4 separate regions of the Sus scrofa genome follow, and regions 1, 2 and 4 are each linked to region 3. The links are chromatin contacts, called in public HiChIP or PLAC-seq maps. All regions are on one chromosome and are shown on one strand. Each heading gives the region's core, a stretch centred on a gene start, on an enhancer-like site or on the middle of the called end of the contact. The rest is flanking DNA. Distances are from core to core; before and after follow the strand shown. Region 1 overlaps GAB2 (GRB2-associated-binding protein 2). Region 2 holds the start of NARS2 (probable asparagine--tRNA ligase, mitochondrial). Region 3 holds the start of GAB2 (GRB2-associated-binding protein 2). Region 4 overlaps GAB2 (GRB2-associated-binding protein 2).

Region 1 (5,109 bases), core at 1,911-4,410, 180 kb before region 3:
AAGCTACAACAGAGGAAGGAGGCTCTGTGTGCACTCAGGGTCGATCCCTGGGCTGACCCCTCCCCACGCCCTTGCCAGACTCCGGAAGATACTGCTCTTGACCCTACGAGTGAGTGATCACGTCACTCCTCAGCTGGCCAAGTCCTCCCAGGCTTCGAGATGCAGCTCCCGTGTGAGCATCTTCGGAGGCTGTCCCTTGGCGATGTCTGCCTTCGTTTCGCACCTTCCCTCTAACTCTCACAGCCCTGTCGCCTGTCCCGTGGTCCCAGCTAGCACTGAGACAGCTATTTTAGGAATAACGATGCCTGACTACGTTATACACATTGGTTTTATTTCCCACCTAGCGGGAGCTCTCTGAAGGGCAGGGCACGTTTCACATGGCTCTGTCATCTCAGTCCCAAACACAGGGGACCAATCAGAGTGGCTGGGCTGAAGACAGCAAAGGGTACTGAGCCAGGGTCAAGTCCGCCGACTGCCTCTGCAACCCTGAGTAAGTCTCTTAACCACCAAGGCCCTCATGTGAAAGGAAAACAGTGAGGCTCTGTCCCCCAACTCTCGGAGCCACTATGTGGCTCACACAGCAGGACGGATAAGAACAGGCGTCGGGAGCTCTAAGTAAGATGCAAAATGAAAGGGATATTGTTCTACTTTTTCAAAAACCGAGTTATACGCAGAGCTGGAACACTCTTAGTGGGAAATAAGTGACAATGGAATTTAAATACTCCAGATAGAAGTTCAGACTTTAACCAAAGTATTTCGCTGGAAATTAAATACTTCAGAAAGAAGTTCAGACTTTAAAGTCTTCAAATTAAATTGAGTAAGAGATTCAAATGTGGCTTAGAAAACATTTTGCAGATCTAATTTTAGGTCTGTTGGTCCGCATAGGTTTGGACTAGTCTTCTAAATTTATCTTTGAAATCTCTGGTTTGATTTATAAATGAATAAAAGACTATGATTTAGACCTCCAAACCCATAATACGTTGTACTGTGGTTAACCAAGAAGGTTCTACCTCCTTAGGAAAAGAGCCACTTCTCTCAGGCAAGGTCTGCCACCCACTCGCCATCGTGGCGTCCACCAGCAGCCTCCAGCGCTGGAGGACCAGCTGGAAAGGCCTGGGGAGAAGACGCTCGCACCTGCAAGTGTCGGCAACCTGGGCAGGCCTCACGTCTCCCTGGCGCGGGTGGCCGGGGACTAGCACACTACCGAGAAGCCCCGGGCCACCCCCCTCCCCCGAGTCTCCGCCAGGGTTCAGACTGACCTCGGTGAAGTCGGCTGTTGTCCATGGCTGGGAGGGTATTGCGCCTGGGGATGGTGGCAGCGGCAGAGACGGATCTGCTGCTTTCGCCCAGTGGAGGTCTCTGCTGAGGGCTGCCCCACCGAGGTGTTTCTGCCTGACTCGGCTTGGGGGGCCGGGGCGGGGGAGCTACGGCCGAGTCCCCAGGGGCGGCCACCGCCATGGCATTGTGGTTCTTGTCCAGCGTGAATGTCCTAGGGATCTGGTAGGCTGAGAGCGGGGTGGCCGGAACGTCCATATTGTCCACCAAGAGGTCCGCAAACTCACGGCACAGGGTGTTACTGGGCATCTTGAAGGTGTACACCTCCTCGTTGTCTGTCTCGGAGCCTGTGAGGCTGCCCTTGGTGTGGCCGTGCGAGGCCAGGCTCCGGGGGAGGTCGTAGGTGCTGTCTCTGAATTCTGCATTGTGCCGGCTTGGCTTGGGGAGGCTATAGAAGCCGTGCACTTGACCACTGACTCCATTGACACAGTGTCCGTTGCCCTGGGCCAGTTTCTGCACAGCCGTGTCGCTCCTCATGAGAAACGAGGCCCTGGTGCCCTGAGAGAAGCTGGCGCTCCTAAGAGATGGAAAGAAGGGGGCACAGGGGTTAGAGGCGGTCAGGGCTGCCCGCGGGGGAGGCAAGCAGGCATGGTCAAACCCCGTGCAGCTGGGTGGTGTGCGGCAGACACAGACTGAGGAGGCTGGCAGGCCTGAGGTTTCTCTGGGCAAGGCACGCCTTCTCTCTGAGCTTGAGTTAAGGCACCTGCAAAAACGGTGATTGAAATCAGTCTTTGAAGGTCGTCTAGAAATTGGACTCTAGTGTATCTAGTATACAGATGTTTGATCAGTGTTAGCCTTTATCCCCAAATGGCTGTGATTAGCAGAGATTGGTCTTACTTCCCCAAACAGGTATCAATAAGCCTGTTATACCCCTCACTTGTTCTTTGCTTTAAGTGCCACAGAACAGGCACATTTCTGTACAAAGGCTGTGAGACAGTGGAAAGAACCTGTAAGCTGGTATCAGAATCCAGCAAGCAGGTCATCTTATCTGAGCCTGTTCTCCTGCTGTAAAGCAAGTCAGCTCGTGCATGTTGCTGGTCTAAGTTAAAAATAACTGTTCAAATGTAAGCTATAGATTTATTTTTCATCATGTATTACAGTTTGTTGAGAGGCAGTTAGAGGGGTAAAGAGCTCTTTCCAGAAGACTGAACTCCTACGAGAAAAGTGCTTTCCTGTTTGGGAACTATACTCAGGACAGAAAAGGTGTTTGATTATTATTTTTTAAGGATTTAAGTTTTGGCGAAATAAGGCAAAATCACAAAGATCTGGGCGGGGGCGGGGGGCAAAGGGAGCTGCAGTAGTTCCATTACAGCCACTGACAGGCTCTGTGGGCTTCGCCTGGCCCCCTCCCCAAGGCAACCTGGTGGGTCTCTGTGGCTCTTGAGGGTCCGTCTGGTTCTGAAACTCCACAACCCTTTGGCTTTATCAGCATGGTTTTCAAACTGGATTCTGTGTTCTGCATAGGTGTCTTGGGAAGTTGGAAGGTGAGGTTCCGAGCAGGGAGAGATTCAGCTCTGCTTTCCTCTCTCTTACATTACGATTCTTCCTAGGATTCCACGCGGGGAGAAACCGCTCTTCTAGGACAACCCTTTAGAGTTGTGATTCTCAGCCTTTCGGAGGCTATATGCCTCTTTAAGGATCTGATAAACAGCTCTGGGTGCTTCTCACCAGAATAAGGCAAATCTCACATACGCACAGCTCTGCAAGCTCGCCCTCTCTCTAACCTGCTGCGGCCAACCTGGGGCACCTGCCCTTTGACAAGCTCTTTCAGCTCATGGGAGCTTGTTATTTACGGATGTGGCCACCAGATGGTGATAGAAAATAAGGCCCCTCAGCTTAGAAGGAGGAAGGGAAACAGGTGTCGAGGCCAGGCTTTCTCTAATGGAAATGTGTGTCCTTGAGGGCCGGGACCTCCACTGCAGTTCCCAAACCGTCAGAGGCCCTCTTCTCTGGGCCAACGTGCTCTCACTCCCTTTCTAGTCCCTTCCACACACAGAACCCGGCCAGCAGCCACAGCCTTCGTCACTGATCATCTAGCCTCTGGATAACGAGTGCCTGGAGCAGAGGACGCGGAGCCGGTGGTAGACAGAAGGTGTCCATATCTGCCCGTTTGTCTTTGGTGCCTTTACTTCAGTCTTTTTTTGAGTTTCCAGCTCTGCTGGATGCCCCGATCTGGATTTGTCCATTGAAACGACATTCCCTGATGGTGTACTTTCCGTCTGTGCCAGGCACCATGGATACAGAGAGGCCTCCTGCCCTAGGGGAGGGGGCACCGCAGCGGAGGCGGTGATGTGCATGCAAATCTTATAATCAAGCGGGTAAGTGGCTGGTGACAGACTTATACCAACCCTCCCTGGTGGTGGTGCTGAGAAATGTCAGAGGAGGCTTCTTCAGAGCTGTCCCCTCTGAGTGACCCTGGCAACTGGCCAGGCCAAAGGCAAGAGAAGGAAAAGGGCGCCTCACACACCAAAGTGGAACACAGTCTGGCAGGTCGGAGGAACTGCGAACTGCTCGGACTGGAGCCAGCGTCTGGGGAGGGAGGGCTGAGAGGTGACGGGAGGGGCCAGGCCTGGGCTGATGAGAACTGAAGTCCTGGGAAGATGTTAAGGTGGGGACAGGCTCGCAGGTACCCTGCTGTCACCTTAAACATATTCGAGAATGAACTCATATCCACCTGTCTCCCCAGGCTGGGGAAGGGCCCCAGCTGCTCAAGCTGAAACCCGGAAGTTACCTTATGATTTCTCAGGTACTGACCACATCGGGGCCTGCAGAATCCACCCCCATTTAGGGCCCCCCGGTTTTTCTTCTGCATTAACGAAAGGGCTAATGACCAGTCTCCTACCATCCCACTCACGTTTACTTTCTGAACCTCCCAGCTTAATACCTCTCCTCTCCAATCTCCTCTCCCCAGCTCCCCTTCCCACTCTAGCAGCTCCTCAACCTCCCAGTGTGCCCCATAGGTGCCCGGCCTGAAAGGTCACCCGGCCTTGTGTTGTTTGCCCTGCCCGGAAGGCCTCTTACTCCAGTCCAGTGGGCTGGTACTCAACTCCAATGGCACAGCTTTTTTTTTTTTTTTTTTTTTTTTTTTTTTTTGTCTTTTTGCTATTTCCTGGGCCGCTCCCTCGGTATATGGAGGTTCCCAGGCTAGGGGTCAAATCGGAGCTGTAGCCTCTGGCCTACGCCAGAGCCACAGCAACACAGGATCCGAGCCATGTCTGTGACCTACACCACAGCTCACGGCAATGCCAGATCGTCAACCCACTGAGCAAGGGCAGGGATCGAACCCGCAACCTCATGGTTCCTAGTCGGATTCGTTAACCACTGCGCCACAACGGGAACTCCCAATGGCACAGCTTTTAAAGCTGTTTCTTACACCCTCTCCCTGGCACCACCTCAGTCACCTGCTTAACTCTGTTCCTGGCGCAGGGAGCAACTGTAATCTGCGTTATGCATTGTCACCTGTCACCTCCACCACCTGTGATTTCCTTGAGGAAAGCAAGTGTGTCTTATTCATTTTTTCTCTCCATAGCACCCAATCAGTGCTTGTCACAGAGGAAACCGGGGAATGTCTACTGAATGAACAAGCAAATGAATGTGTAAAGAAAGACAAGTGTCGGTGCCGCCTCCCCTTCCCCGAGTTTGGCCTGAACCCTGTGGGCATCAGACTGAAACCCTTCCTCTTCAGAACACAGACGCCGGGGTCCCAGGCTCCTGCTGCCGGGCATCCCCTCTCCAGCGCTCAGAACTACCCACGTATCCCTAAACCCTCTCCCA
Region 2 (5,148 bases), core at 2,492-4,991, 160 kb after region 3:
TTCCCCAACGTGAATTTAAAACACATAATCATTTTATATTTCCATTACACGTACACACAGCATGAAAAAAAGAATAGAAGTCCTCATAATCTTGCCTTAAATCAATTGCTTTTAGCTCCCCAAAATGCATATATAATTTTATACGGTCCTTACAGCTTTGGCATTCCACCTTTTTTGTTGCTGTTTTGTTGATAAAGATCATCATTCTGAACAGATGCCCCAAATCTTGTTAGGCTGATGAGCCTAATTCACATAACCAATCCCCCCAATATTCCAGGATTTCTTCCTACCCCCGCCCCTCTCCTCCACCACTACACAAAACAGGGCCCATATTTTGGTTCCTTTCTCCGTCTTTATATAATTCCTGAAAAGTAGATTATGTAGTTATAGACTAGAAACATCTTAATGGGGTTTTTTTTTTTCAAAAGTATCATACAAGAGTTCTCAAGGAACTTCTCCTTACAAACACATTACGTAGCCCGTAAACTCTCAAAGACACTCTGAATCTAAATGACAGATATGTATGCGTACAAGTGAGAGGTCTTCGAGTAGAACAGTAACACTACCAACAGCTCTCACGGACCACATTCAACTTAAATTTTAACTCGCTAGAAATTAAAAGAGAGTGTTTTAGCAGACCCTGTGAGCAACTGTGCAACAACTGATGGTGTTCGATTAACCATCAAACATGCTTGTGAAAAGCAAGATGAACTATACTTAAAAAAACAGCTGTACTGACCCTCACTTTCTCTGTATCCCCACCACCCCCTAGACATTGCTATTAAAGCCCTTCTCTTACTTCTCTGCATGTCCGTAATACTTTGAGGGCTTAGGAACCAGGTTTTTAGTTGCTTTGAAGGCTACTGCCAGGTACAGAGTAGATAATCCATAAGCATTTTTCCATGGAAGAATATCTGCCATGTACTGAACGTACCCCGTGACAAGCGTTTTACTACTTTCTTCATACGCCGTCTCCTCTCCTCACAACAGCTCTATGGATTATCATTATTTCTACCTTACAAGTGAAGAACGGAGGCTCAGAGAAGTTAAATAACTTGCCTGAGGTCACACTGTTGGTAAAGGCAGAGCCTGAACTTGAACCCAAGTCTACTAGGAAGCCCTTGATTTCTCCAGGGCTACAAGAACTACATCATAAATTGCCTCAGTCGTGTATACAGGCCCTTCGTAATGTGGAGCAGGCCCAATTAGTACTCATTTCCAAGGCACCATTGTCTTGCTTTTCACTTGTTAGTAAAAGTTTAACATTTGTGGAGCACTGTTTGCAATGTTTCTGTCCTAAGCTCTTTATAAGTATTTTTCTACCTAGTCCTCACAAAAATTTAATGATTATTACCCTTTTAGAGATGAAGAAACATAGAGAAGTTAGGATAACCTCCTTGTTTAATACTCAAGGTTACCTAGAAGTAGGGCTGGAATTCAAATACACTTCTGAGTTCAAGGTTCACGTTAACAACAAGCTCTTCAGGAATGCTGTTTCTATCCCGTCCCCAGTTCCTCTGAGGAAAACACCCTTCAACACTCAGCTACTTGTCACCTCCTGAAAGAAATCTTCCTTGACCTCCTCACGGTTAAGGACTTCCCTTGGTTTTCTCAAAGCTATTTATACTACTAATACTCATCACATTTTTGTAATTAACTTGTCTAAGCCATTAGACCAGGGCTGTCTAACAAACATATAATGCGAACCACATACGTAATTTTACATTTTTTTTAAGTGGTCACATCAAAAGTGCGAAGACCAATTGGGAGAGGGGAAGGAGTGGGATGGATTGGGAGTTTAGGGTTAACAGATGCAAACTATTATATTTAGAATGGATAGACAATAAGGTCCTACAGTATAGCACAGGGAACTGTATCCAATCTCCCAGGATAGATCATGATGAAAAATAATATTTTAAAAAAGAACATATATTTATATGTATGACTGAGTGACTTTGCTGTACAGTACAAATTGCTACAACACTGTAAACAACTATAATAAAACTTTTTAAAAAGTAAAAAGAAATGGGTAACGTTCATTTTAATGATGTATTTTGTTCAACCCATTTTGTCCAAAACATCAACATATAATCAATATAAAAAAGCAGAGACACTGTGCATTCTTTTTTGTTCTTCAAAGTTGGTGTGTATTTTACAATTACAGTACCTCTCAATTCAGTCTAGCCACATTTCAAGTGCTCAGGGCCCTAAGTGCCAGTAGCTTCTAAATTAGAGAGTAGGGCACTAAAAAGAAATCCTTTAACGGAGTAGGCTCTGTTCTCATCTCTGAATCCTTTCTAGGCTAGCATACAGAAGGCATCATTAGTGTATGCTGAATAGATTAATGCCAGAAAATATTTTGATTTGGATCTCAGAAAGAACCCCCAAAAATGCAAGGGGGGAAACTGGTCATACTGCTACAAATCAAAGATAGATGAGGACGACAAAAGTAATTGCATCAGTGTGATTCAGCAACCTAATAAACCAAACCACCTTGTTTGGTCTGGTCCTTCTGTGTGGAGCTGCTGCAAATTATAGTATTAACAAAGAAATGAGAGCAGCTCGTCTTTACCGACTGTGGGACACTGTCCCAAATTTTTCTAACTAACTTTTCGGACTCTGTGAGACAGGGACTATGATCATTTCCATTCTCATAAGAGGAAAGTGAGGTTCAGAGCACATGAAGGGCCGTGCCCCAAACTGACAACCTACTAAACAGCAGAAATTTAAACCTAGGCAGCTTGACTCCAGATCTCCTTCGAACTGCTACACTCCACTCTTTCTCCTAATTTATTAAACAAAAGTTATACGCAAAGCCTCATTTTAGGCACTGAGGTGGTTAAAAGTTGACCTAAGAGGTCTGGTTTGGTTGAACAAATTTTTCTGTCAGCCATGTGTGAATACCAAGACAGGTAAGAAAAGGCTCCTGGTCTCAAGGGGCTACTTAAGTGTGAATACACATAAGGGACAAAGGAAAAGGGGCTCGTTCGTTTTTCTGCAAGATTAACAAGTCTACATATAATGCCGCGGTATCACGAAAGCCAAGTTCCAGCACTTTCCAAGTATCTAAACAGTTTTCCGAAAACTACCAAGCCAAGAAAAGGAGAAAAACGTGGACGCACGCACACGATTGCTTAGCTTTTCTAACTTTCCCCTGCCGGTCATTCTGTCCGACCCGACGGGACCAGGGAAGCCTGAACTCGGATGTGCCAAATCGGTCAACGAAAAGGACAAACCTACCCGCTTTCGACACACTAACCTGGACCTTAACGCGCTCCCCATTCACGTTCTGGGCACCGAGAGCGTCCCGCACGCTCAGTTTTGTTGAAGGTTTGTGCCTTGGGCAGGGAACGGAGGAACAGGAGCGCAGGGCTCGGAGGAGACACCGGGCCCCGAACATCGCGCGGCTGCCCAGGCCCTCCTCGTGACCTGCCCTGATGCAGGGAGCGTTCGGACGCAGCCCGCGGGGACCCTCTCCTCGCCCCTCTTCCGGGCCGCAGCAAGCCCTTAGGCGCTCGAGACCCCTTCCCCTTCAAGGGTCCCAGCTCGGTCCCCACGGAACCTCTGCTGCTTCCCGCTTCCCTAAAGGGCGGAACGGAGACAACACATTCAGCAGCAAACGCCAAAAACAAACCGCGCGCCTTGGGCACGCGGGACACCCCACAGACCCTCACAGATTCTAAACCCACGCCTGAGTAGCTGCAGAAAGAGGCGCGGCCCCCGCCCCTACGTCACCACGCCAAGGCCAACGTCATCACGCTGCCGGGAGGTTCAGAGGGAGCATGCGTACTCGTGACCCCAGTTAAAGAGGAGGCGGGGCGGAGGAAGGGAAGGGGTCGGGAGCTGAGATAGGGCGGAGCTAAGACACAAGAACCTTGCGTTGAAGGAACCGGATAGTCTACTGGGGGCTAGATCCGAGTGACTGATGCAGAAAGAAGGCGGCCAAGAGGAGACTCTTGATTGTTGAGAAGATTAGCGTGAGGGGATCAGTCTTTGCGAATTCTGAGAACAGAGAAAAACAAAGCACAGACCCTGGTAAAGTTACAGGTGGGTGGTACCAGACATCCAAACAGCTGAATAAATGGGGGATCAGTTCCCTGGCAGAGCCCAAGCGCAGTATGCCAAAGATAGCTCGCCGGAAAAGGTAGCGCTTTGACAGGTAAGAGTAAGTGAAGAGACCTTGGACAGACGAGTCAGAGAAGGCGGGACAGTGGAGGAGTGTTGGGCATTGCCTGCCAGAATCTTCAAGTCTCGCCCTCTCCTTTTTCCAACACATTTATCTGCATTTGTTTGACGTGGAAATGATGGCTTGTTCATGAATTAAGCCACCTTTCAAATGTATCCCCCCGAATAATTTTATTTCCTGTAACTCATGGATGAATTAGTTTTCTAATTAAAAGATAGAAGTAAGGACTACTTACTTATTATGCCATTTTGCAATTATGCCCTTTTTTTGTGAACTTAGGCACGATGAAGTTAAATGAATTGCTCAAGGATATACATTCTATAAGATTTAGACTCGGAAATCCTGGCTCCTTGCACTAAACTATTATGCTATCAGTGTCTCAAGGTGGGAAATAAAACCATGGTTCCTTCCATCAAGGAATTCATGGTCTTGACATGATGGAGACTAGCAAGAAAACAGAGAATTGTGATATAAACCAGTAAGTACCAATATGCATGTATGAGCCAAATGGAGAGGTGGCAAAGGAGATAATTAAGCTGAGTTTTGGAGGAAGATCAGAATTTTGTCAGATTGGGATGTAGAAAGAGTATTTCCTGCCAGAAGATGGGCAGGAAAGGTTTCCAGGAGGGCAGACAGCCTGGAAGAATTGTAAGACTATTCTCAAGACAGACTAGAAAATACCCCCCTAGTTCTTGGACACTTCTCAAACCTTGAGAGCAGAAACACGGAAACTTGCTGCCAAATGCCGTCAGAATTATGTGAGCTATATGCCTTAAAAAATGTTTGCCTTTGGTATTGTTTGCAAAATCTGAGAAGACAGTCTGAGACACATAGAAATAACGTAGTCTGGTTCAAATCTCCTCTTTGACTACCTTTCAAAGGGACCAAAAATAGTGACCAGCTGGCTCACTTCCTACCCAGGCCATTTGTCTGGCTAGCCTTTCTTTACCAAGTCCCCTTAG
Region 3 (5,062 bases), core at 759-3,258:
TGTTTAGGATGGGGTTCTAATTTAACAACTAAGAACATATTTTTATTGGATGCTTTATTCCACTGGCCAGGATGGTATGACACTTTAACTGATGGTTTTCAGAAGCTCTTTGGGGCCAAAGGATTTTGGTTTGGTTTTATATTCGTAAAAATACTAATAGCAAATTACTCTTCCTTAACCTCCCAATAGAAAGATTCACTTTTCCGAATGAACCCATAGAACCCTCCAGAGAAGTTTCTTAGTAATCAGAGTTCTTTGGCTACACAGACATCTCTGAAAATGAGCTTTAAAACCAAGATGAACACCTCATTGTCTCACCCCTACTATATTTAAAATCTATGTCTACTTTCAAATGTCATGCGCTAAATCCTTAGGTTTTCCCCCCAGCAAACGATCTAAATAAGAGCCTGATTTCATTTACATACACACTGGCTCGCTCTCCCCAACAACAACACTTCCTTTGAAAAACAGAATGTCACTTCCTCAATCCAGAGGCCAGAAGTCCCTCGGTTCTGATCTGGGGAGCCAAGACAGGAAACTCTGGTAAGCTTCTGCCTCTCCCCTCATGGAAAGCCACTGGTGCAGCTGACAGAGGGCAGGGTCTATTCCGAGCTCCCCTGATGCACTGCAGCTGGAAGGCAACAGCTCACTTCCAGGCTGTGGGAATGATCCCAGAGAGCCCGGCACCACGAGTCGGTTTAACAAGGACATATCAAAGGAAGGGACGAGGAGAGGGTGGCAAACTGGGACACCTTTTAGCTACCTTGCTTGCGTTTCCAGACTCAGGCGAACAGCCCAGGACTGATTTCAGCCAAATCTCAGGGACTGGCCCCATCTCGTACTCTGACCCCACCAAGCAGGACATCTTCAGGTGGAAGGGGAAAAAAAAGCCAGACCTCCTCACCGCTCCCACCGGGCTGTACCACCTTCCCCACGATACTGCCAGCCTCTCACCGAGAAGGGAGAGGCTGCCCCAGCAATTTCAGTAAACACGTCGCTTAGCACCACCTGGCAACTGAGAACCTTGATCTCTCCCGACCCCAGACGCCGAGGACCGCACAACACAAAACCCGGGCCAGTTGTAGCCGACCAAACTGCAGTGTCACTATCGTGGGGTGGTTGGGGAGGGGAGGAACGGGGGGATCCATGTGAGAGACAGACAGAATAAAGGGAAAGAAGGGGGACAAACAAATGAGTCACTTAATACAAGGGCTGCACATGCCGCTGACGCTGCCCGTGATGCAGAGGCTGTGGACTGGAAGGAAGCAGGCGGCCACCGGGAGGGGCGGGCAGAGAAAGGCAAGGGGGAAAGGGTGTGAGGCGCCTCGCCCTTTGTGGGGCCAGGCGGCGGGGCCCCGTAGCCTACGCCCCCCTTTCCTACTCGCTCCCCCAAGCCCGCGGGCTGAAGCCGCTCGGGGTTACTACGGTCCCCCGGCCCCGGGAATCAACTCTTTCCGGCTCCGAAAACAATCAATACAAACTTCAATAGTGCCTTTAGTTTGCAGGGAGGCTGGCTAGGGAGGCGCCGCCGCCGCGCCCGCCCCGCGGAGAGGGAGCCGCAGCCTCAACCTGGCCGGCCGCCCGCCCCGCCCCTCGGCGGCGCACCTGTGACAGGTGTGCAGGTACCCCGCACAGCCCCGAGCCGCCCCGAGGCCCGCCCTCCCCGCCGGCGCCGGCCCCCCGGAGCCCGCAGCCCTCCCGCAGGCCGCAGGGCGCCCCCCGCCCGCGCCCTCGGCGGCCGCACCCGCTCTCGCCCGCACTCACATAGCGCCTCAACTTCTTCTCGGGGGGCGATTTCCTCAGCCAGCCCGTGCACACCACGTCGCCGCCGCCGCTCATGCTGCCGGCCGCCTGGAGCCCGCCGCGGGGTCGACGGACAAGGGCGCGGGCGCGGGCGGCTGGGTCAGTCGGCCGGCGGTGCGCAGCTCGCGGGGGAGGGAGGGCCGGGGCAGCCGGCGGCCGCGGGGCGAGGACGAGCGGCGCGGCGCGGGCCCGGCCGCCTGCGCGCTCCCGCTCTCCCCGCGCGCGCCGGCGCGCTCTCCCGGCGGGGCCGCGGCGGGGGCCCCGGCAGGAAGGGCGGCGCGCTCGCCACGCCCACAGCCCGCCGCGCCCCCGGGCGGGCTGTCTTCAAAGACGCAAACAGCGCCTGGCGTCTTCGGTTCCCAGAGGCCCGAGGCTCGCGAGGAGGCCGGCCGCACCCCCCCGGGTCTGGCTTTTTTCTCCCCCCGCCCTGAAGCCTCGAGGGGGCAGCGGGGGCGGCGGCCGCGCCCCTGGTGGGAATGGAGGTGGGGCGATGGGAAGGGACTGCGCGGCCTCGATCGCGAATCGATTTTTCACAGAGGGTCGTCGGGAAGAGACCCAAGGGCTGCTCCCGCTTCCTATCCTTCCCTGAGTTTCAGGTTTCAGTGGGTCAGGTTCTGGCTGAAATTAGTGATGCGCTTCCCAGCAAGAGTTCCATTAACTCTCTCGCCCCCTTGATGGGCGAAGGAAAGACGGAAACTACTGGGTGCTGGGCCCTTTGATAATCCTTGCTTAGATGACTGTCAGAGATCTACAACTTGGGCGGTGTTATTCCCATTTCACAGACAGCCTAAGGTCCCCAAGCCGGTGCAGTGCAGTCCGGTTTCTAATTCTGGGGGCGGGGGCAGGTGGGGGGGGTCCTGCTCTTCTGCTATTTAAGGTGGTAGAATTGTTTAACGTCTGCAGATGAACTTGGGGTCCTCTTATTACCAAGAAAGTCCAGCTGGCTCCCCCCTTGCCTCTGGGAAAAAGCAATTCAATAGAAAATTCTAGGGATTTGCAGAGTCAAGGAAGCCAAAGTGAGTCAATGTTCTATTTCATAGTGAATTGTAAGGCAAGGTGAAATTGGGGTCAAAATTCCCCGGACCTTCAACTCATTGACACAGGTTATGAGAACTCTCTGGAGCGCATATGACACAGCTACCTCTCTTACTGCGTTGCAGTGAGGTTTATTTAACTAAGATCGAACACGTGGACGCACACACCTGACAAACCCAGCACTTCAGGTGGAGAGGAGAGGGGAAAAAAACAAAGCCAAAACCCCAGAAACCTTTGGTAGGGGCTCTTTTCAAGTCAGAAAATGTCTTTACAAGCAGCATTAAAAGGTAGGTCCTCAAAAAGAATGACATATATGTACGACTGAGTCACTTTGCTGTACAGCAGAAACTGACACAACATTGAAAATCAACTATACTTTAATAAAACACAAAAAATTAAAAGGTAGGTCCTCCCCCAACTTCTTTGAAAAGTGGGTAGTAACCCACTACATCAATAGGGAAGCGCTGCAGGCAGATGAGTAGAACCAGCAGCATCTTGCACTCCCCATGACAAATTGAAGGCCACTTTGATCATTTCTCTATCTCCGGGCAGCAAAGCTATTGTTTTCAAGTAGTTGGACATCCTTCTGATTTATAGACCTTGGGTGGGTTGGGGAAAGCTCAACCCTGTCAGTTTGTAAAAGCTAATTCTTTATCGAATGCTTAACTCTTCTAAGCACTCTGGGGGGGTTTGGAGATCAGCAACTCTGGACCTAATATTTCACTTTCTTCACTATCCAGTGTGCTGCTGGATTGCATGTAAATCCAGAACAATCAGGCTACAGCTGGGATCAGAGCTCCTTAGCCTTCCAACTGAGGGATCCTTAAGCCTCATACAAGGACTACCACCAGAATTGTAGCCATTTTAACCTCTGGCTTTAAGTACCTTAAAACCCTGTGAGACAAATATCAAAATACTCAAAGCCTGCCAAATCAATCAGGAGGCGGTGACTCCCAACAAAAATAAAGCAATCTTCTGACTTCATTCACATCTGAGTCATGATGCCAAGTCTCAGGGATTGCGGAGTCTGAGAAATCTGCATGGTTTGTTCACAGCCGAGGTGTGTGACGCAAGTCAGGCATACACAGGCCCTATTTTTCCCTAGAAATGCAGTCTTCTATTACGTATCTTTTAATAGTTAGATGATTCCAGATAGACTGGGGGACTATTCAGCAACGGTTAGTTGGGAGTGGGGCTGCACTGCTGCCAGAAATTCTTTAGGGTCTTATTTTGTCTAGCAAAGTCCCCCCCCCCATGTTGTTATTTACAATTCCATGTGGAAACAGAAATTTGATGTTTTCAGGCCAATGACAGGAGGGGACTTGAAATAGTACAGTTACATAGTATCAGCTTCAGAAGTCTTCTCTGAACATACCCCTCCAAGAAGCGGCTCTTCTTGGTGCTCTCCCCATCTCCCAACCTTTTCCAGTACTAAGCGGCCAGCACAGACTGTACAAGGGAGGGGGGAATGCTGCTGAGGTCCCTGGCTGCACCTCCCTGTGGCTCAGTCTTCTGAGACTGAGGTTCGTGCAAGGCCTGGAAACAGCCTTTGGACAGAACGTTCCTGTCTGGACCTTTACTAAGTCCTCTCCATTCCCTGGTTGTTGTTGTTGTTGTTGTTGTTTTAAATAATGCTCCCTGATTTTCACTGGGGAAAAATGGAACACAAATTGAGTGATTTATTTATGCGAAGATCGGCGCCATCTATCGGAACCAGTTGGGACGACAGCTTTCTCCCCTCCCTCCCAAAGGACATGCATCACTAGTCTCTAATTTAGGCAATTTTGATTAAAGACCACTGGTATTTCCTGAGGGAATTAATGACCGGATGCTAGGAGCTCTTTGGGCCATTAATTCTACATTCTCGTTAAATCCCCAGGAAATGGCCCGTTGTATGAGGGTTTCTTCGGGGGGAGCACTGCAAAACTAGAGAAATGCACACCTGGGAGGAAAGCCTGGGCACCACGGTTTGCCCTGCCCCTCCCCCCACAGAGCCCGCCCTGTGGCTTAGAGGGTCGTCAGCGGCAGCCTGCCTGCGTGCCTGTCTGGGAGTTGAGGGTTTGTGGCTGGTGGCAGGTGCATGGCTGGTGGAACGCTCCCAGGAATGAGTTGGAAGCGCTGCAAGGAGAGCTGTCCTCAACTGAACACCAGGCTGAGTGATTAATACCGCCCACACCAAGCCTGACGTCAGTGATCAGACTGGGGGTGGGGATGGATGTTTGTG
Region 4 (5,447 bases), core at 990-3,489, 140 kb before region 3:
CCAGACACCCACTTAAGGGTTTGGGTAAGACTGTGGTCTCTGAGGGGGACTAAAGAGAAGCAGAAGAGGGTCCAGTCCTGGGTGGAATGTGAGACGACAGTCAAGTTAACAGGGATGACTCAAGAATGGGAAGAGTCGGCAAAGTCCCAGGGCTGACCCGAGCTCACGCACAGGATGAGGGTCAGAACTAAGCAGAAAGGATGGGGGATCCCAGAGCCCTGACTGTATGCTGGGGTGCAGGGTGGGCGTCAACTTGAAAGTAGAGTCCAAGGGCCTCTGGCCATGGGTACAGAAGCAGCGGCTAGGAATCAGGTGGCCTTGACAGCAGCAAAACCTCTAGGTCACTCCCATTTTACAGAGGAGTGAAAACACTGCCTCTTTGTTTGTATGTGCACCTTAAAAACCGACACACAGGGCTCACAATTTTTAATTGTGTCAAATATGGAAAAACTATTATTTACTATGACTGTCACTACACACACACACACACACACACACACAAGAACACTTTAACAAATGTGCACATCCATGCAAAGAGAATGTCTGCATGTAGGGAGGTTTTAAAATCTGACTACATTTGGCTTTATGAAAACTGACTCTATCTTCCTCCTGTGTTTCCTTTTTTGTTGTGATTTGAGGCAATTTTTCATAGCTCAGCACTGGTCTGTGGGTGCCTGTTTTGAAGTATCTGCTGCAGACCAGTGTTTCCACGCTGTGCTCCAGCCGTCCCAGGCCACCCTGGGTGAGAAGGAGGGCCGGGCCATCTGCGTCCAGCTCGAGCTTGCCCTGCTGGACTCCATCCCCTGCGATGTTCAAAGCAGCTCCCACTCACCTGTTTCACACACTGTGTTCCGCTTAAGATTTAGTTAACAAGCAATGAAAAAAAATCCAAAGTTTGAAAATCACTAGTCCCCAAACTCCTAGTTTACTGTCGAGACCAAGATTTACACAATGAATCCGTGACAAAATTGAAATTAAAAACCAGGACGGGAGTTCTCGTCGTGGCGCAGTGGTTAACGAATCCGACTAGGAACCATGAGGTTGCGGGTTCGATCCCTGCCCTTGCTCAGTGGGTTAACGATCCGGCGTTGCCGTGAGCTGTGGTGTAGGTTGCAGACGCGGCTCGGATCCCGCGTTGCTGTGGCTCTGGTGTAGGCCGGTGGCTACAGCTCTGATTCAACCCCTAGCCTGGGAATCTCCAACCAGGACGTTGGGAAGTTCCCACAATGGTGCAGTAGGTTAAGAATCACACTGCAGTGGCTCAGGTCACTGCAGAGGTACGGGTTCAATCCCAGGCCCAGCACAGTGGGTTGAAGGATCTGGCATTGCTGTAGCTGTGGCTCTGATTCACTCCCTGGCCTGGAAACTTCCATGCCCCATGGGTGCAGTAAAAAAAAAAAAAAAAAAAAAAAAAAAAAAAAAAAAAAAACCACACCAAAACTCAGAACTTTGACTCCCAATTCAGATTCTAGATAAAGATGAGCATACCCACTGATTCTGCAGAGTTCAGAGTCCTATGTAGAACTCTACATAACGAAGTGGTTTATCAAAACCAACAGCCTCAGGAGTTCCCACTGTAGCTCAGCAGTAACGAAACATAGTATCTAAGAATGCGGATTTAATCCCTGGCCTCGCTCAGTGGGTTAAGGATCTGGTGTTGCCATGAGCTGTGGCATAGGTAGCAGATGTGGCTTGGATCCCAAGTTGCTGTGGCTGCGACATAGGCCGGCAGCTCAATTCAATTCAACCCCTAGCCTGGGAACTTCCATATGCTGCAGGTGCGGCACTAAAAAAACCCCAAAAAACAAGAAAGAAAGAAACAAACAAACAAACAAACGAAACCCAGCTTCAGAGGTTCAAGGTGACCTTACCACTAAATTCAAAGTCCTAATTCTATCTTTAGCAAAAAAATGAGAGTTTCACTGGGCTTTGGAATCTGGTCTGGGACCAATTCAACAATGATTTATTACTTTTCTTCACAGAGATAATAAGAAGCACTCAAAAAACAAAAAAGGGGGAGCATCTTATGGGCTGTTTGGGAGCTATCCAAAGCTTCTGGTCTTGAGGAGCTTCGATGAAACACTCTCATTTCTAACAGCCTGTGGGTTTGGCAGGTAACACTAGACTGAGTCTATGCTGGCTGGCGGCAGGGGGCGGGGGGGTTTGGAGGTGAGGAGGAGTGCCTGGTATACAAGGGAGAGCAGGAAGGAGGATCAAGGCTTAGAATGAAGAGGAGAGGGTCAGGTTTCCTCCTGTCTCCCCTTCCTCCTCCGGAGGGTCTGGACTTTGCTGCAGGGCCTGAGCCTGCTCTAGGATAAAGCCAAAGTGTCTGTGGGGACTTTATGGAGTTCATGTCCCACCTCAAGGCCTACTCTCAGGGTGACCAGACCCAGCTGCAGACAGAAACAACAACAAACCAACAAAAGATCGAGGAGGAAGGTCTGATACTTCAGGGTTATTTTTTTTTTTAAGGCGTGAGGATTTCAGATCTGTTTGGAAACTGGTTTGGATGTTTATTTTCCTCATTGTCTCAGTGGGAAAAGAAGGGTGGGTGATTCAGCCCGCAGCCTCCGCCTCTGGGCTGGGGCCCGGGTCAGGCTCCGCTCTGCTCTTGGCTCCTCAGGGGACCTGTGCCGGCCTGGGGAGAAGCCACGTTATCACCTCCACATTTGCTCTAAGCTTCCAACAAGGGTCCCCCAGAGGAGTCGAGAGATCTGAACTCAGTTAAAAAAAAAGGGTAGTGTAGGGAAGAAAGGAGGAAAAGGCCTCCCAGGAATGAGAGAAAGGCTGAGGTCTCTTTCGTCCCCACCCTCCTCCACTCCCCCCAAACCCTGCTTCTCCTCTGGTTCTTCCACTCATTAGTCAGGGGAGAAGGACCAGGTCACCCGAAGGCACTGGAATGGACCGCCCGGCTCCACCGCAGCCCTCCCCGCTCTCAGAAGTCCAGCTGGAGTAACGGGTCCTGAACTTGAAGGCACCAATCATTCTCTCTGGAGAGGAAGGAGCTGTTTGAAGACCCCGATAACACTTCCCCCAAAGCACTCCTATGGGTATCGTTTGACCCCAGGACTTGGAATAATTCTGCTCTTGAGTTCCCGGGGAAATTCATGAATTACTAGAAGTTCAAATGTTTACAGAATATTTAAGGGAAGGCAGTCTCTCCCCAAATTTTCATACAGAAAAGATGGGGAACAGATAAAGAACAGTTGGTTGGAACTCAGGGACCTTGTCTTTGCATAGAGTTAGTCATGCGACCACTGTGACATTCCTGCCAGGGAGTTTGAGAAGGAAAAAGCTACAATAACAGACAGGATATGGAGGCGGCTCTGGCCTTATTTCAAAATCTTTAAGAATTACAAACAGGGTTCTGGTGACTTAAACTCCCCGAGCTCTACTTCACAGTAGTTGGCTGCTCTGAGACGGATCATGTTATCTTGCTAATTTAGCCCTCAGAGATTAATATTAATGTACAGATAGCACTTGACTTTCCAAATGTTTAGTTCTCAGTGACTTATCAACTTCTCGCTCCTCTTCCTTGCTGGCTATTTTGTGATTTACAAGTTGCCACAGTAAACAGGTCTGTGAAAAGGGGTTCAGATAAATGAGAAGGAGTTAGAGCACTTAGCCCCACGATGGAGCTAAAAGCCTGGGATTCTTGACCTGGCAACACTGCTTTCTGGCAAGGGTAGTGCCTTTAGACCTGAGCTTCCTTGCTTGCCTGTAGGAATAATGCTAGCAGCCCTGTCTATCTTATTTTGTTTCTTTATCCTCAAAGGAGACTGCATAAGTGTTTTGTAGACTGAAAAGTTCTCTAAAAACACAAGATACTTAAATCATATCCTGTTCATCTTGACCTACAGATAGAAAGATCACCGTTTTCACCACAAACGTGACACAGAGAGCTGGGAAACAAGCAGCCACTGCTCACATCGTGCGCCTCTACACTTGCCCAGCTTCCTCCCAAGCCCTCTGCGAGAGAGGGAGCTCCATCTCCACTTTGGATGATAACACCTCAAAGAGATAAGAGGTCCTTATTCAACATTGCAGAGCAAATAAACAGCAGGGCTGGGACTCGAGACCAGCTAGCACACCTTCCAGCATGCACGTGAGAGCGAGCGGCTGCGCAGGCCCTGGACCAGTTACGGAATAGAGGAGAGAGGGTGACAACGGGGAAGAAGAAGCCCTCAGCTCAGAGGACTCAAAGGGCTGAGGGCTTTCCTAACAGAGGATGGCTCCTGAGCCCATGAATAATTCATGCAAGCTCTGTGCTAGGAGCTGCTGCCTTTTCGTGTGTGGTACAGCGGGTCAGGGACAGCTGCCCACAACTGGGCCACAAATGCGAGCACTTGGACCCGGCTGCTCGGAAACACAGCTCAGGGCAGCTTTCTGCTCCCTGCCCCGGAGGACAGGAAGGCTATTCTGATCCCCAAAGGAAGATGGGGTTCTCACTGTTGCTTGTGCACGTGTACACACACACATACTCTAAACAAATGAACAACAAGCAGACTCCACACACATGATATGAAACCTTGATATTCATTCTCAGAGTCGCGTTTTCTTTCTGGGCATCATCCCTGGTTTGCCTTTTGGAAAGAGTCCTCTGTCAGGAGGCTTTCCTTTAACCTTATGTCAGTATTCAGACCCAGTGTCCCTCCTGGTCTGGTCTGGATCCTAGACAGGTTTTAGCCTAGGCCTTTCTGGCTGGGATGTGTGAGGAACTGGAGAGTGGCAGCAAAAGGAAGAAGCTGAGGATGGCAAGAAGAATGAAAAAAAGATGCCATCTGCCATAGAAGCTCTTCCAGCTGAAAGTGAGAAACACAAGTTATTTGTTTTTTCTCTTTCTTTTTAAAAAACAGGTCCTATTACAACTCAAAAAATAATAATAATAATAAAGGAGAAAGGAGTATCTGCTTGCGGGAGGTTCCCCATGGGAAGAGATTGTTACAGGACCAACAGCAAGCAGAGAAGAGAACTCACGCTTTTGGGGGATGCCTTTATGTCGAACACAATGTTCCTTTGGGAGACAGGAAACTCGAGGGGCTGCCGGAGTCAAGGTCTGTGTTGATGAACCCACACAGAAGCAGAACCACTGGGTTAGATAAGGACTTTCTCTCTATCTGAAGGAAGAAAACTGAAACCTCATCAAGGGACTTGTTCACACTCTTCCAGAGTTACCCGAGCTCAGGCATCCTCGCCCCCAGCCTATGGATTCACCGACAGATCCTGATGCCTGGATTAGAGCTCTAGAAGTCACTAAATTCTTGGAAGAGTTCTGCCCAAGGATTCGGAGTCATAGGAGGTGGTGAGGAGGGAAACCTGAGCCACTTACAGGACCTGAGTGGATGGGGTGAAGGAGAACTTCCAATATCACACAAGGTGTCCACAGGTGCAAAAATAGCCGGGCTTGGTTTCTGGCAGATGGTCCTCTTCCAGGAGGACTGGGACAG

The links. HiChIP or PLAC-seq counts read pairs in DNA pulled down with a chosen protein or histone mark.
Region 1: a contact with region 3 is called in an H3K27ac HiChIP or PLAC-seq map of alveolar macrophages. The contact joins the enhancer-like site here to the promoter of GAB2 in region 3. A contact is called at or near these places in 19 of 47 Hi-C or Micro-C datasets (alveolar macrophages, blood, brain and 11 more) and 2 of 2 datasets of contacts at active chromatin or transcription factors (alveolar macrophages and skeletal muscle).
Region 2: a contact with region 3 is called in an H3K27ac HiChIP or PLAC-seq map of alveolar macrophages. The contact joins the promoter of NARS2 here to the promoter of GAB2 in region 3. A contact is called at or near these places in 2 of 47 Hi-C or Micro-C datasets (blood and embryonic fibroblasts) and 2 of 2 datasets of contacts at active chromatin or transcription factors (alveolar macrophages and skeletal muscle).
Region 4: an H3K27ac HiChIP or PLAC-seq map of skeletal muscle shows a contact between it and region 3, with 4 times the contacts expected there. The contact joins the enhancer-like site here to the promoter of GAB2 in region 3. A contact is called at or near these places in 6 of 47 Hi-C or Micro-C datasets (embryonic fibroblasts, heart right ventricle, liver and 1 more) and 2 of 2 datasets of contacts at active chromatin or transcription factors (alveolar macrophages and skeletal muscle).

Annotation. Positions count from the first base shown.
Region 1 is chr9:12,673,076-12,678,184 of Sscrofa11.1, forward strand. It overlaps GAB2 (GRB2-associated-binding protein 2), which reads right to left. Exons shown (of 11, transcript XR_002335549.1): 4 at 1,260-1,852; 5 at 1-3. Among named protein-coding and RNA genes, the nearest start is that of USP35, 90 kb to the left of the region's middle. Within about 2 kb of position 3,161, at least 17 of the 83 cell types and tissues checked have an H3K27ac peak or open chromatin away from gene starts, as enhancers often do. A contact at or near this core is called in alveolar macrophages, brain and retroperitoneal adipose tissue, where this site is marked.
Region 2 is chr9:13,007,156-13,012,303 of Sscrofa11.1, forward strand. It overlaps NARS2 (probable asparagine--tRNA ligase, mitochondrial), which reads right to left and starts at 3,742. Exons shown (of 14, transcript XR_002335551.1): 1 at 3,260-3,742.
Region 3 is chr9:12,849,415-12,854,476 of Sscrofa11.1, forward strand. GAB2 (GRB2-associated-binding protein 2) reads right to left here and starts at 2,009. Exons shown (of 11, transcript XR_002335549.1): 1 at 1,765-2,009.
Region 4 is chr9:12,708,467-12,713,913 of Sscrofa11.1, forward strand. All of the region lies in intron 2 of GAB2 (GRB2-associated-binding protein 2), which reads right to left. Among named protein-coding and RNA genes, the nearest start is that of USP35, 130 kb to the left of the region's middle. Within about 2 kb of position 2,240, at least 24 of the 83 cell types and tissues checked have an H3K27ac peak or open chromatin away from gene starts, as enhancers often do. A contact at or near this core is called in alveolar macrophages and skeletal muscle, where this site is marked.